Regions from separate parts of the Macaca mulatta genome. Here region 2 is linked to region 1. Evidence: chromatin contacts called from public Hi-C data. All regions are on one chromosome and are shown on one strand. Each heading gives the region's core, a stretch centred on a gene start, on an enhancer-like site or on the middle of the called end of the contact. The rest is flanking DNA. Distances are from core to core; before and after follow the strand shown.

What was found. A called contact is a pair of places that touch in the nucleus more often than the background predicts.
Region 2: a contact with region 1 is called in a Hi-C map of liver, with 2.8 times the contacts expected there. The contact joins the promoter of CDC40 here to the promoter of FIG4 in region 1. A contact is called at or near these places in 3 of 14 Hi-C or Micro-C datasets (fetal cortex germinal zone, fetal cortical plate and liver).

The regions. Positions count from the first base shown.
Region 1 is chr4:14,769,738-14,773,237 of T2T-MMU8v2.0, reverse strand. FIG4 (FIG4 phosphoinositide 5-phosphatase) reads right to left here and starts at 1,729. Exons shown (of 23, transcript NM_001172433.2): 1 at 1,592-1,729. The coding sequence starts at 1,657. AK9 (adenylate kinase 9) reads left to right here and starts at 1,922. Exons shown (of 41, transcript XM_028847018.2): 1 at 1,922-2,608.
Region 2 is chr4:15,228,162-15,231,661 of T2T-MMU8v2.0, reverse strand. It overlaps CDC40 (cell division cycle 40), which reads right to left and starts at 1,767. Exons shown (of 15, transcript NM_001261343.1): 1 at 1,561-1,767. The coding sequence starts at 1,749. WASF1 (WASP family member 1) reads left to right here and starts at 2,524. Exons shown (of 9, transcript XM_077999282.1): 1 at 2,524-2,727.

The DNA of each region.
Region 1 (3,500 bases), core at 480-2,979:
CTGAGCAGAAGAGCCCTATAATATGAATTGTGCTTTCTGAACACTAATATCTCACGCAGTCCTCATGAGTGATTAGCTTTTTAATGAGCTGAAATTTGCGTTTTATTTATGGCCAGATGCGGCAGCTCACGCCTGTAATCCCAACACTTTGGGAGGCCGAAGCCAGGCATTTTAGATCAGCCCGGCGAACATGGAGAATCCCTGTCTTCTACTAAAAACACAAGAATTAGCTGGTCATGGTGGCACATGCCTGTAACCCTAGCTTCTTGGGAGGCTGGGGTGGGAGAATTGCTTGAACCTAGGAAGCAGAGGTTGCAGTGAGTGAGCCGAGATAGCACCATTGCACTCCAGCCTGGGTGACAGAGCAAGACTCTTATCTCAAACGGAAAAAAAAAGTTATTTATGTTTCTAACTGGGAACATCTAGCAGCACATTTTACAAAAAAATAGGTTTCATTTCAACGTCAAATGATACTTCTTTATGACTCTCATTAAAGAACTGAAAATACTTGCAAATACAGTATATTTGATAATTTCATCTTCTGATCTAGATCTAATCAAAGTTGTCAGCAAAATTAATTTAAGGTCAACAATTCTCTACTCATGTTAACCCGAGGGAGAGGTTATTGTGCTATTAGGACTATGTTATAACTGAGAAACTGTCAACTGCCTTCTCGTACTCCTCTAATGGAGACAACCCAAGTTTCAGAGAAACAGTTTATAAAGCACTCTATAACACAGTGAAGAGCATTATGCAAATATCTGGCATATGCAATCTTGTCAGCACGAAATGGGTAATTTAAACACAGTCCCTAATATCACTGTGGCACCCCAATTTAGAGAGCTATACTGTACCAACTTTGCTTTCCACCCACAGAAAGGACCAAGTATGAAGTTCTATAAACACCATTCTCCCTTAATTGAGGAACTAGTAATTGAAATACATACAAACTGATCGGCTTATTCACTATTTACATGGCCATTCAAAGTAATAAAATTTTAAAAGTAAATCTTATGTTGAAAAAAGTCAAGTGAAAAGCAAGATGTTATCCAACCAAATTAGATGTCTTTAAACAAAGTAAGTCTTTCCTTTCAAATAAGAAAGAGAACCAAAAAATTCAGCAATAGAAGTGTAATTCACATCAATCGCAGTGATGGTATACCATGGAATAGGAAAAAACAAGTTACGAGCCATAGTTCAAATTTTTTCACACCCCTGCCTGTACTGTAACTTGTGAACTCTAGAACTTTAACACTTTCTGAAAGCTGAAAAGAATCCAGTAACTCGTACAGAGAACCTCATGAACAGTTCCTGAGGTACCACAAGCACCTGTTTCCAGCATGTTCCAGCCATGGACTGTAAGTGGACCTGCAAATGCTGCAATATCCAGGGTACCAAAATAGGGGAAAGGCGCCCAGGCACAGTCCAAGGGAGCTAGCTTACCTCAAGGCTGTGTTTGACAGGGATTTGGGAACTGGAGAGGAAGGAGGAGGAGGCAGGGTACAGCCTCTGCCCTACGGCCCCACACCCACCGGCAGACATCCATCCTCCCGCACCTCCCCCCCGCCCCCCTGCGGCGAGGGGTACTCACAGCTCTAGTCTCATACAGAACCAGCTTCTGGACCGAGCTGATAATGGGGGCGGCGGCCGAGGGCATAGCAGCTGCAAATGTGGGTCCCACAACAGGGCACGAACCGCCGGACCGCCCCAGGAGACTCGGCGAGAAAACTCCTCAGACCCTGGACATCAAGCCCAGCCAGGAACAACACCGCCTGGGCACTAAACCTATAGATGACCAGGTGTTTCCGGATTCCTGCGCCCCGCTTCCAAGCAAGCTCCGCCCCTCACGGCAGGAGCGGGGCTGGAGGACGTATCATAGAGAGGTCGGATAGAGGCTCCCGGGACCTGCGTGCTGCCAAGAGAGGAAGCGAAGGGCGCCATCTTTGGTAAGGACAGGAGGAAAACGTGGGCGGAGAAAAAGTCGACGGATTAGTAGAGTCTATTTATCTCCTCCCTCTCTTTGGAAAAAAGAGGAAGGTTTGGGATTGGGTAACTTCTTTTGAAAAGGATTCTCCGAGTTGCAGGATAGATCGTTGTGTTTTCCCTGCCCGCTGCTGAAAGCCGGCCCTCTGACAGTCCTTCACTGAGTATCAGTTTTCCCCTCACCTCTAATCCATGTTGTGCCTACGCTGTGTGGCCCAAGGAATTGTTTTAAAATCACCTAAAGCTGGAAAGTGTGGCTTTGCCACACGTTTGTGCCTGAGACTAGCCACTTGAAGTTTTCGACAGAGACTCTAGCGCAGTGTGGCGGAGCCGCGCTGGAAAGGAGGTTTCTTCATTTCGTGTGTGCTACATAAATGGACATGCGTGTACCCCCCTTCCATAGTTGTGAAAATGAGTGCATTAGAAATATGAATGCCAAATTAGGTACAAAAGTGACTATTTCGAATTGGAACAGAAATGACAGTGAACTACAGCCCCGCCTCCCGAGGCCCCGCCCTCCAAGCCGCCGGTGCGCGGCGGCCCGAGGTCTCCCCGGCAACCTCCCAACAGCCCGGCGGAGCCAGTGGAGGCGGTTGCTGACCTGAGGAGGGTCCGCTGCGGCCAGGTAAGGAGGCTTCCCGCGGCCGGCTGGGTCGTGGTCCGCCCCAGAGGCACCTTGGTATCTGTTGCACGGAACCCTGCCTCCTGCGGGGACCCCCGACCAGCTCCTTTTCTTGCAAAACGGTCTTTGTAAATTCACTTTTTAAAACCACGTCTCCTTTCAACGACTAAAGTATTTATTCCACAAATATTTACTGAACACCTACTGCAAGAGTATAAGATGTAGGGGAGAGGCCGCTCTCCTAACTTAGGCGGCAATGCTAGGTTTTCCCAGGAAACCTCTAAACCTCAGAATCCTCCGCTAGAGGGCTTCTCAACAACCCTAAGTGTAAGGAAGCTTTTTAAAAAAATTACAGAATTATAGCATACACAGATAACATTCATGTAATACGAAAGATCATATTGTAAATTAAAACTTGAGAAATTAAAAAAAGTTAAAGAAATACTTAATTATATGTTATTTTGCGCTTTTCCCCCCCTGTAGTTTGGTACTCCTTTTATTAAGAACTAGAAAGATGGCCGTGTCCGTTCTGGCATTTTGAACTTGGATCTTTTAGCTGGGAAAAATAATTAGCTGCGTTCTGTTTCATAATGAAACCAACTCTTCTGAATATTAGTTAAATATTTGCACAGTGTTTTTATGTAGGATAGCAGCTCTTAAAATACCTTAAGGTTTCTAGTTTTCGATTATTATGGTTTAGCACTTCCATTTTAACTTTGTCTTAATTTCTTTCACCCAGGATCAGATCCGAAGACAAAACTTTGAGGGAAGGTTGTTTATACGAGACGTAATCCCAGGAAACAGCAGCAGGGAGGGGAAGAAAACTAATAAAGGGAATATTACCAAAGAAGTTTCTTTGTGGGCTGAATTCTCTAGGGAATACTGGGAGGCATGT
Region 2 (3,500 bases), core at 518-3,017, 460 kb before region 1:
CTACTGTTATTCCTACTTTACAGATCAGTAAAAATTAGGTGCTGAGCATTTAAGCAGCTTATCCAAGGTCCCCAGGTGGGTAAGTGCTGGAGGCAGGATTTGAATTACAGTCTTAATTCCAGAGCCTGTGCTAACCATTTCACGGTGTTCACCTTGAGCTAGGGGCAGCACAGACTGAGGTTGAAGGTATGGAAGAATATGTGGAATGCAAAGAGGACCAAGAGCAGAGTCCTAGGAAACACCAGTATTGAAAAGAGTAAAATAATTGGAACAGAATGCTGAGTAGAGCCCCATGGAAGCGAAACGGAGAGAAAGTTTCAAGAAAGAGGAACTAATGAACAGTGTCATTTGATGCAGACATTTAAGTCAGATGGCTGAACCTGACAACTGCAAGGCCTGGGACATCACTCACAGACAGTTTCCCAAGAGGGTAGGGCCAGACTGCATCGGGTTGAGGAGAAAATGAGATGAAGACAAAAAGAGAGCTCCAAAAAGCTGAGCTGTGAAAGGAGAAGACTCAGGAGGTTACTGGAGGGGCGTAAGTTTGGAAAGTTTTGTTTTGATAGGAAGTTAGGATTCTAAGCATTCTTTCATGCCAGATGCCCATTTTTAAAAAGTAAAATTCACAGACAGCTTGTTAAAAATCTGTAAAACACTCCTTAAGTCATTAAACTAGACTTGGGGACATGATACAAAGGAATTTTTGGACACCGCCTCCCATCTTCACATCTTGAGCTGATCACCTACCTCGGGCTCTACTGGGCCTACACTATCAATTGGTAGATGCTCTCATCAGGCTCTAGACACATCAGCTTTTCCTCAGTTCTTCAAACACACTAAGCTCTTTGCCTTCTCAGGCTTGCCTGTCACCTTTGCCTGGAAACTCTTGCCTGAATCAGCTTCCTCCATTGAGATCATGCAGCTGTTTCTCAAATCCAAGGCCTTTTTCTCACTGTATTAACATACATAATCATAAAACATTTACTGCACTCTCACTAGTTACCAGGCTCTGTGCTATATGCTTTATTTGTGTAATTTCACTCAATTTTCACACTCATCTTCTCATGTAGACAGGTGTTTTGAAAATGATCTCCGCTTGTACAGGTGAGGAAAGAGAGGAGGCTGCATAACTTGCCCAAGTTCACATAAGTGGTGGTGCCAGGATTAGAACCTAGTTTTTCAAAAATAAAACAAATCGAGGCCACTGCTCACTTCAAGTGAAGGTACAATACTCTAGTTTGGGAAGTCCTGATCTAATTTTATTTATGTTCCGAGATTACATCTGCACTTTACAGGCTATGTCCCTAATTCACAAATTCAAATTTCACCCCCTCTTTCCACTTGCTTTCTGATGGCGGGAGGTAAGGGCAGAGAGCATCGGGGGGCTATTCCGAACTTCCAATTCTGCTTCTCCCGAGGATGCATGTGGGAAGGAGAAGAAATTCAAACGTTAGCAACTTATCTCTGAGCAATGAGGTAAGCCGGGACCTAACAAGCGGCTGGCAGTTTTGGAGCTGAAGCCAACAATTCCCACACCGCATCAGTAGCAAAGGTGCTTACCTTAACTGCCACCTCCGGAGCCGAGTCCACTGCCACTGCTAGAGACGGCTTGGCTGAAGGCGATTTAGTCAAGTGCATGAGGGAGTCGGCGGCTGGCAGCGGACATCGACTGCTCTCACTGTCCGAGTCCGATTCGGACCCTGAACCCGAACCGTAGGAAGCGGCCAGAGCTGCAATCGCAGCCGACATGACGGCAACAAATCTTCTGCGGGGACCCTGTCAGGGCGGAAGAAGAGGAGGCTCCCAGGTCCTGACAGATTGCCATGGAACACATCATTAACTTTCTTTGCTAAGAAATAATTTCTTACATTTTAAAACAACAAGCTAATTATTATTAGAATAACTACTGTCGAAATGAGAGCTTAAAAAAGTTTATCTAGGGAAAAAGAGAGAATTATAATAGCTTATAACTTTCAGGACCTAGTTGACTAAAGAATACGAGTTCCAAAATACCTTGAGGCCTCGCGGTCCTGCACTCCCAGCGTGCAGCGCGGCAGGAAGCACCAGAGGGCACAATGGGAAGTGTAGTTTGGAACGAGGGGGCGGGACGGGGGCGGGTCCCTCCTTGACCCCGCCCCCGAATGGATGTTCCATTCAATTGGCTGTCATCTTCCCTCATTCCCTAGCCAAGCACTGTTCTCTCCGTCCCCCTCCCCCAAACTGAGGATTGGGCAATACCACAGAACCTCAGGAAAGGGGGGAAGAGCGAGCTTCGGCCCCACCGATGGAGGAGTGGGCCGAGGCTGGGTTTCCCACCTCGACTGCACCTGGGCACTCGAGGGTGAAGAGGAAAGTGAGAATCTGAAGTTTTGAGACCTCTGACTGGCCGGGAATAGCTCCTGGGGCACGGGGCAAGGATGGGACCATAGCCGGAGAGAGTCCCGCGGTCCCCCCTGCTTCTGGCGCGGGTCCCTGCGTCCGGTTGTGGAGCGTCTCGCGCGGGGAGGGGGCGGGGGGAGCGGCAGCTCGCGGTGTTGTTCACTCGCGCGTCGAGCACACGGTGGGTCCGGCGGCCGGTGGGCGCCCCAGGCGGCGTTCCCAGTGGCCTGGCGCCTCGGCCGCTGTCCTGAGCGGGTTCCGCCCCAGAGCCCGACCCTCCTGGGAGCCCTAGGTGGAGTCCCGCGAGCCGAGGGGGACCGGCGACCGCTGCCGAAGCATGAAGAAGGGGTAAGCGAGAGCCCCCAAGATTTCACGGTGAGCGCGAGTCCCTGAGGAATTGCTTTTTTCGGGGAGGGGGTGCTGGGAGAGGAACTCTTCCTCACCGGCCGGAGCAGACCGAGGGGTGTGTGGCCCGCATAGGTGACGGGGATGGATGGGCGCGCCTCCCCCGCCCCGGCCCCCACCCCCATCCGCGGGTTTCCCGAGCGCCCACCGCCCACCCGCCAGCCGGGCTGGGTGCAGAGGGAGACGGCGGCGGGCGCGCCCGGGGTTCGGCTGCAGGGACCGCCCCGGGGCTGCTTTCGCCGGAGAGACTGCGGGTCTCACCTGAGGTGCCACCGCCCGGGCTTCCCTGCCCACCCGCGCCCACGGTCCGCCCCGTGCCTCTTTCCGGGGGAGGCGGTAGCCCCGGGCGACAGAGAAACCTCTGCTCGCTCTACGTGCCTGGAGCTTAGTAAAGCCGGCTCGTGCGTTTGCGTGTTTGCTCCGCGAGTCGGTGTCTAAAGACATAACGGTAAAAAAGCGAGTGCAGGCATCCTTTTCTTGGTTGGAAGGGTAGGCGAAGCAGTGCCGTCGCTTCTGGTGCCCGTTCGTGGGGGCTGCCTCGGGCAGAGTTAGGGAGCCGCTCACTCAGCGCTCATGTCGGCAGGACTCGCCCATTGTGCCACCCAGATAATTATTCAACTATGCAGCATCCATTGCACCTTTCCCATTTTTCTTTTCCCCTTGCTACAGCATGCCCCCTAGCTTCGGTACTCTGACACCTTCTCTTGCACTTGCGG